Linked DNA regions of Mus musculus: region 2 is linked to region 1. The links are chromatin contacts, called in public HiChIP or PLAC-seq maps. All regions are on one chromosome and are shown on one strand. Each heading gives the region's core, a stretch centred on a gene start, on an enhancer-like site or on the middle of the called end of the contact. The rest is flanking DNA. Distances are from core to core; before and after follow the strand shown.

What was found. HiChIP or PLAC-seq counts read pairs in DNA pulled down with a chosen protein or histone mark.
Region 2: a contact with region 1 is called in an H3K27ac HiChIP or PLAC-seq map of embryonic stem cells, with 14 read pairs. The contact joins the promoter of Vstm2l here to the enhancer-like site in region 1. A contact is called at or near these places in 8 of 39 promoter capture datasets (cranial neural crest, embryonic stem cells, epiblast stem cells and 3 more), 3 of 484 Hi-C or Micro-C datasets (embryonic stem cells, forebrain and nephron progenitors) and 4 of 115 datasets of contacts at active chromatin or transcription factors (embryonic stem cells and neural tube).

What each region holds. Positions count from the first base shown.
Region 1 is chr2:157,842,987-157,846,979 of GRCm38.p6, forward strand. All of the region lies in intron 11 of Ctnnbl1 (catenin, beta like 1), which reads left to right. Among named protein-coding and RNA genes, the nearest start is that of Vstm2l, 70 kb to the right of the region's middle. Within about 2 kb of position 2,690, at least 10 of the 459 cell types and tissues checked have an H3K27ac peak or open chromatin away from gene starts, as enhancers often do. A contact at or near this core is called in embryonic stem cells, where this site is marked.
Region 2 is chr2:157,913,217-157,917,068 of GRCm38.p6, forward strand. Vstm2l (V-set and transmembrane domain containing 2-like) reads left to right here and starts at 1,437. Exons shown (of 4, transcript NM_198627.2): 1 at 1,437-1,715. The coding sequence starts at 1,595.

The DNA of each region.
Region 1 (3,993 bases), core at 1,440-3,939:
TTGTCTCCTTGAATTGTTTGTGCCAGCCTCCAGAAGTCTAACGTTATCCTTCTGAATCTCAGATTGTGAAGAGGAAGGCAGCGACTGGGTAAAAGTGTGGCTGGGCATTTCTAGTGCCTGGGCATTTCTAGTGCCTGCCGTACGCTTGGTACACGATAGGTGTTCAGTACATGCTGGGGGCGCCAATAAATGAGTTTATGTAGCACCCGCATGGTGTATAGTGACTGCCACCAAGGTCCGGCCAGGATTTCAAAGCGTGACTGAATCTGTATTTCTTAAACATGCAGGGGTTTCTACTCCAAGAAGTTGCTCAGTAATAGTCCATACAGATTTGTTCCTTAGTCTCTAAGAACAAATGCTCTACTCACCTTTCTGAGTTATGGAAGGACTGAGCTAGCTTCCATATTAACATGGAATTATTAATTCCATATTATTAATAGTGGAACTAATAATTAATGTTATTATTAATATTAATAAATGTTCTTTTATGGTAGGCCATCACATAACACTGACCCCAGGCAGCACTCCTTCATAAGTGTTGTGTTAGAGCAGAGGTGCTTAAATGTTTCCACCCAAGAAATTTGTATGTAATCCTTGGTATAATAGTACATAAACTATAAGCATAGAAAGTCAACATTTGGGGCTGGAGAGAGAGCACTTTGTAGGAACACTTGCTGCTCTTGGAGAGGACCAGGGTTTGGTTTCCATCGTCTGTATCACCAGGTAGCTAAGAGCTGACTGAAAGTCAGGCTTCAAACCATCTGACACCCTCCATGGATGCTGCGTGCCCATGTACATACACACACACACACACCATCCTCATGTGCTACATGCCCATGCACACACACATAGAAAAATAGATTGATAAATGTCAGCATTCACTGATAGTAATAAATAAAGTTGCTCTAAAACAATTTTGGTATATATAGTTTTTTTCATTTATTATAGATAAAACAGATTGGTATACTAATGAAGATGGATGTACAGTTTGTCTGAGTATTTGATATAGAGCATTTTCAGAGATGCTTCTCAGAGTTTAGGTTTGATTATCACCAGTGCTGAAAATACCACATCATAAAGCTGCACAGTGCGCAGTGGCAGAAGAATGTCTAGGACAGTTTCAGAGAATCTGGGGAATTCTCTCCTAATCCCAAACCAAAATTCACTTAATGACTCTTTATGAAACTCAAGTCAGCAATTCAAACGGCAGTTTTTAATATCAAACATTCGAACACAAAACAATCAAAAGATACACTAAATCAATATGTGGATGCTGAGGGATAACAGTAGGAAAATATTAACAGTCTTTGTTTTCCACAATTAAACCATTATGTTTCCATACAAGCTGAAAAGTTCATGTGTGCAGTAAAAACTGGCTCAGAGCACACAGTAGTCTCAAATTTGCACCAAGACATCCTAGGCTGAGTTCTCTGGTATGAAGACACAAAGTACTCATAGGTATGTTCAGAGCCATAGCTGCTGTGACGTCACACACAGGACACACGTCATGCCAGACACACCTCCGACTCATTCCTTGTTTGGGTTTGATTTGGACTTGTTGGTCATTCAGAAACACAGACAGTATTGAACACGCCCCCAGTTTCATTAGTGGTGCTGCTGTGAGGATGGCTTCTCGTTCACATTCCTCTGCTTCTACTATCTCGGCAGTTAAAGTATGTACCTGACAAAGACTTCACTTGGTTTCTTGAACCTGCCAGTCTTGGAGCTGGGCTGTATGTGTGCATGTCAGTTCTGTGTGGAACATCAGACAAAAAAACCTTCCCAGAGAGTATTCAACAGGAAGTTCCAGGAGCCCACTTTTCCACAGAACCCATGCCAGAGCTTGCAAACTCAGCTCCTCTCTTCCCAAGCCTAAACAGTTAGTTGTTGGCAAGGGAACAGTGAGAAGGAGGTGTGATGACACTGGGCGTACACTGATGGACCCTGGTGCAGAATACAGAGGAGATGCCTTGCTGCTGCTTTGTGTTGAAAGCCTTGTAACCAAACACTTTCTGGATCAGTGTCCTTTCCCTCCCTCCAGTTGTCTCAGCACTCCACCCCAACCCCACCCTTGCCAGGGATAGCAGAGTGTAGGATGCCGAAACAAGGCACTGTGCTTAAGTTTTGAGTGTTGTGATCTGACTTGCTAACTGGCTTAAGCCCCTCAGGATTTACACAGGCAGCACTCTCTTGTTTGCCCCTAGGAAGACAGAGAGAGGTACACTCACAATCCTGGAGGGGGTACTTCCCTTGGGGGCCGGGGTGTTGGGGGAGGAAACAGGCTATCCTCTAAAAGGCACGGGCCTTTACCCGTGCTTTAGTAATTAGACTTTTCTCTCTTTGCCGTCTTTTTCTTCTCTTAGAGTTTGCCAGTTCCCAAGCACCTTTTAAGTTTCAGATGCAGAATTTGAGCTGAGGTCAGGTTCAAACCGTCTTCCAGCAGCAGGGCAGCTGTGGGTCTTCTGTTGGGTGTTGAGAAACAGCACAGGGTTGAGGAGAAAGATTGCTTTTACAGGCAGGCTGACCAGCAGTTCAGACCCCAGCTCTACTCGCAGGCTGTTGAGTGGCCTTGGGCAAGTTATTTCTTTTGTTTGAACTTGAAATTCCACTTGAGTCAAGCAAGACTGGTAACCTCCTCCCTTGAGGTTGTACAAAGTAATAATTGGGAATGTCCTGTATTCAGTCCCCAGCAGTGGGGTACAGTGACTAATGTTGGATTCCTTCAGAGATAGGTTCTGTGCTTACATGTGCGGTACAGACTCCTGCTTTTGTGGACATAGAACCCATTTATGATCCAATCTGTGGAAAGGTTGGATCCTAACAGGAATTATCAGGGCAGGATAGTCACTGTTAACATAATGGCCTCTAAGCCTGGGCCTCAGGAGTGAGGTTCATCCCTGCCTGGATGACATGGCCAGCTTTGTTCTGGCTTCAGGCTCCCATTCTTGACTGCCTTCACTAGGGCTGGGGCCCCGGGGCTGATTTCTAAAGAAAGATGCTCCTTCACGAGGTAAGCATTAGTTCCTCTTTGTGCCAGGCTGCTGTTCTAGATGGAAGGTGAACAAACCCACAGTGCAGCCAGCAAGACAGAAACCCGCATTTATGTCACAAGGTAAAGATGGAAGACGAGCGTGCTCACAGCTCATGGAGAAAACAGACAAAGCTTGCATTTCTATGCCAAGGTGGAAGGATGATTGAGGTCCTGTGGCTACCTGAGTCATACATTGGTAGATGCTGAGTAGTAATGTCAGGGGAAAACCACATATAGAAAAGACAGACGGGACAGACTTACAGACTCAGACAGACAGTGGTCCTTAAACCTGGCCACCATCAGCATCTTGTAGAGCCTGTATGTTCCTTACTGTCTACCCATACCACCTCTGCAAGCCCTGGAGTGTGTCTGAGGCTCTTCTGACCCCAGCCTGTAGAGGGAAATTAGAACATTACACAGAAGCCAGAGCTGTGCAGGGCCTGAGTTCACCAGGGACAAGCACAAGACCTTCCTGGCGCGGGGAAATGTTCATTTGAGTTAGCTCTTGTTGCTGTTATGTTAATAACTTTATTATTTCATACCAAAAGGACCTCCCGAATTTTCACAGATCAAAGGTATAGCATTAATTTCTGTTATCTTGGACTTTTAAGCTAATTTATGGAAAATTCCATGTTGAGTCCTGAGGGGAGGGTAGAGAACAGCTCTCTTTCCTGTGTTCCCTTTGCAGCTTTCAGTGTGTCTAGTAGCAGGTTAGCTCTTTTGTGGCATTAGGAGAATTCTCGTTCTGGAAATAGAATTTCTTTTGGTGCATTTGTAGTGTTGTCAATAGGAATATGATAGTGTTTGTTTATGATCTTGGTTAAATTTTATAGGAATGGTTTAGTATGTAATTATATCTTTATAGAAATCAAACAAACACCACCAACAACTGAAGAACAGCCAGACTGTTTTTAGGTTACCTCTGCAGTGTTGTAAGTAGCCCCCAAACAAAGAAACAACAG
Region 2 (3,852 bases), core at 187-2,686, 69 kb after region 1:
GAAAGATCTTGGATAGGAGTTTAAAGAGCCTCTGCACAGCTGGCTGATGCTGAAGAGGAGCTGTCCGTGGTGCTGAAACTGTGCCTCTAACATGCAACACCTAGCAGGGAGGGAAACTTGAGTTGATCCTGGTGACAACAGTATACTATCCACCATAATATCTGAAAGGGGCATAGGGAGACAGAATAAAGACAGCAAGCACGGTGTGTCACTCCGCTTTTTAGATCTCTCAAACTTTAGGTACTGTGAGCCGTGCTGGAAGCTGGATCCCTGCGGTGCTGTGTGTGTGGAGCGGGGATCTGTCCACGGTGCTGAACCCTCGCATCTAATCACCCCCGAGGCGCTGTCCGCGGTTCTTAAAGGATGAAACGAAAAGGGTGCTGTCCGCAATGCTGAAACAATGCCTGCCGGCGAAGGCAGAGGAGAAATGAGGGTAGGAAGAATCCTTCCCGGGGTCCGAAACCTTGCTCCGGATCTTCTCAAGACCTCGGAGAAGGCAGCCTTATGAAATAGGCTTTTCTTTAAAATAACCCCCCAACCCTCTTTTCCTGTCACAAAAGCCTCAGTTAAAGAGTCAAGGAAGGAATCAGAATTGGACTGCCACTCTTGGGAATGAAAGAGTCTTCATGGTTTACACACACAGACACACACACACACACACACACACACACACACACACTCCATCTAGACCTTTCATCTAGGGAGAGCCTTACAGTCCAGAAGGGGGCGATCCAGTTCACTGTGTAGAACCCCAACACCTCTAAGCTAGGAGCCCCACTAACTGCTGAGTCCCAGAGACAGGAACCACAATGATAACTACATTGTGTGGGCGCCACGATGTTCCCCACTTTACCCACCTAACTCCAAAGACCCCCCCCCCCCCAACCCCCGACACACACTGCTTCTGGTGGTGGCGTCTGTCCCCATTTTTCAGACGAAGAACTCGAGGACAGGAGAAACTACGCGTGATCACACGGGGACCCCAAAGCTGCCAGATCTTAAACTAGTTCACCTATGTCTCATCCCGGGTGCGCCCCCCACCCCTATTCACCTGTCCTGCACCTCGCCTGGCCCTGGCCCCAACACTACCCAGCTGGCAAAGTTGAGCGGCCCCTCCAGCGCACGGGTCTGGTGGCAGGTCGGATGTTTATCCCCAACGATCGGATTTCGACTCCCAACACCCTAGTGTTCCGCCCTGCGGGGGGTTAGGTCCCCAGGTGGCCTTCCACCCCCGGGCCTGCCCCACCCCCGCTCCCGCGCGGGAGGCCAGTTGCGAGTACCGCTTTAAAAATCCCAGCCTGGGCAAAACTTTGATGATAAATCAAGCTGCGGATCCCTCCGCCGCCGCCGGCTCAGGGCGGGGAGCGAGGGGGAGGGCGGGTGCGCGGCGGCGCGGAGTGGCCTTCCGCGCAAGCGAAGAGTCCCGCAGTCGGAGGCGGCGGGCTGGGCGTGCGCTCGCTGCCTGCAGCCGGGGCCGGGCCGGGGCCAGCAGGAGAGGGCGGCGGCGGCGCCGGGCAGGGTACGGCGGGCGCGGGCTTTGCGGGCTGCGGAGCCCCGATGTGAGGCGGCGGCGCCCCCGGCCGGAGCGCGCAGCATGGGGGCCCCGCTGGCCGCGGCGCTGGGCGCCCTCCACTACCTGGCACTTTTCCTGCAACTCGGCGGCGCCACGCGACCCGCAGGCCATGCGCCCTGGGACAACCACGTCTCCGGACACGGTGAGTTTGCGCGCAGCCCCCACGGACTTCCCCCCACTGAACCCCACCCCGGTCGCAGCCGCTCCAACTTGGCGGTCGCGGTGCTCGAACCTGCGCCGACTGATGCTATGGCCCAGAGTTCCGGGGCGCCCTCTGCTGGGACTGGGGACCCACCCTGTCTCCTATCGGGGCCAGCTCTGCGAGAAGGGGTTCCCAAGAGCACACTCGCTCTGGCCCCAGCTCGCAGAAGACCCCCTCCACGCGCGTACACACTCACACGGATACACACACCTCTGCGACCATACAGATGTCTCCAACCGCGGACACACTCAGCCACGCTCACTGCATCCCACACTCACAACTCTGCACATCCCCTCTGAGCCTCTCCTCGCTGGTAAATATACTTGTGCCCACTACGCACACGAATCAGACACTGGCTGGTGGCTCACCCTGCCAGCTGGCACTCGGGCACACACGCTTCGCTTCGCCACAACTCTTGCCTGTCTGCCTGCAGACACGGATACACATGCACGCACGCACTTGTGCACACACTTTGCCCACCCACTTCTCTCTGCCCCGATTCCTTTCTCCTTTGTGGGTTTAACGCTGAAACTGCTCCTGCATCCTCTTCATCAGGATCCATCCCTTCCACGGCCGGGAATGGTCCTGAGGGGCGCCAGATGCTGTTGCTTAAGACCTGCTAGCCTGGGTGGCAGCTTCCTTTGCCATCCATGTGGGTGGGTGGCATCCAGGGGTAGGGACAGTCTGGGGATAAGAAGGTAGGGACGGAGAGCTGGGATACACTGGAGTAGTTGAGGTCTATTCTTTCAGCTAGAGGCCAGGAGTAAAGAGGAATGTAGGGTGTTTGTCCCTGGGGGGATCATGAACCCCTTGAATCCTACAGGACACCCCCATCTCGGGGACCCCATCTCAACCTTGCCCCTAGAGGACTGAAATGTTGAACTCCAGCATTGTGGGAGCAAGGAGAAAGCAAGTGCTGCCTGCACGAGTGTCTGAAGCGCCTTTCCTCCCCACAGGAGCCCAAGTTGGCAGCAGAGTTGGGTGGTGTGGGGCAGGCAGCTGTGGAGGCTCCCTGCCCCTGAGCCATGCTGTGTGATGGGGCAGGGGTGGTTGAAACCAGAGGTGACCCTGCTTCCGTCCATCCCTTCCCTCATCAGAGGCTACAGCACACGTGCTGTGCTCTGTGTGCCCAGGCTGGGAGAGGTTTGAACAAAGGGCTGAGAACAGGATGATTTCTTTTGATGGGAGTGAGTTAAAGGTGTGCGCCAGAGCCTGGAAACCCAGGCAAGGCCTTTTACAGGTGTGCTGCACGATTGGGGTTGCTCCAGAGGGAGGGGTTTTCAAAGCCATGCTCAGAATTCCTGTGCCTAAGGGAAGCCCAGATCCCCGTATCTACATACACCTCACCTCCTCGCTATGTTGGACAAAAACCTCTCACATACCTTGATGTCCATCATGATTTCTGCTGGCCTGGCAGGAAAGGTAGAAAACAGGGAAAGGACTATTTTGATGCTCTATTCACAGAGGAGAAATCAAGTCTCAGAGAGGTGAAGGGAGTTGCCCAAGGTCACACAGTGAGAGAGCGGCTGAGCCAAGACTGGCTCCAGGGTCTGTCAGGCGAGAAGCAGCACTTTGTCCAGGTCATTTCTCTCCCTGTCACATTTTTTTTTCTCATTCAGGGGAAACTGGGAATTCCTCCCTTCTCTCCCCTCCCGTCTGCCTGTCCAGCTCAGTTCCTTGGCACTGTCAAAACTTATACTAGGAGGCCTCTTCAAGAAGGACTTGCCTTTCTGAGTTTGAGATCCCTTGAGGTACAAACATAGAACTCTGAGGCCTATGGTCATTGTCTTTGGGGCACCAGACCCTCCGAATTTGGGTCATTCTTGAGTAAGCAGGCTCTTTCCTTTGTGTGACAGTCTCCTCCTGCCCCCTGGTGCCAGCTGCGCTGAGAGGGGCACAGCCCTACTGATCTTCTCATCCCCACTCTGGACCAACCCCTGAATTGGGGATTCAGGGAGGTGCTGGATGCAAAGGGGACAGGACCAGTTTCTGAGAATCTGATCTCCTCTTGACTGTCTCTGGGTAAATGGGTCACCCCTTGGGACCTCCTCTGCTCTGTCCCTCAAGAGATGGCCCC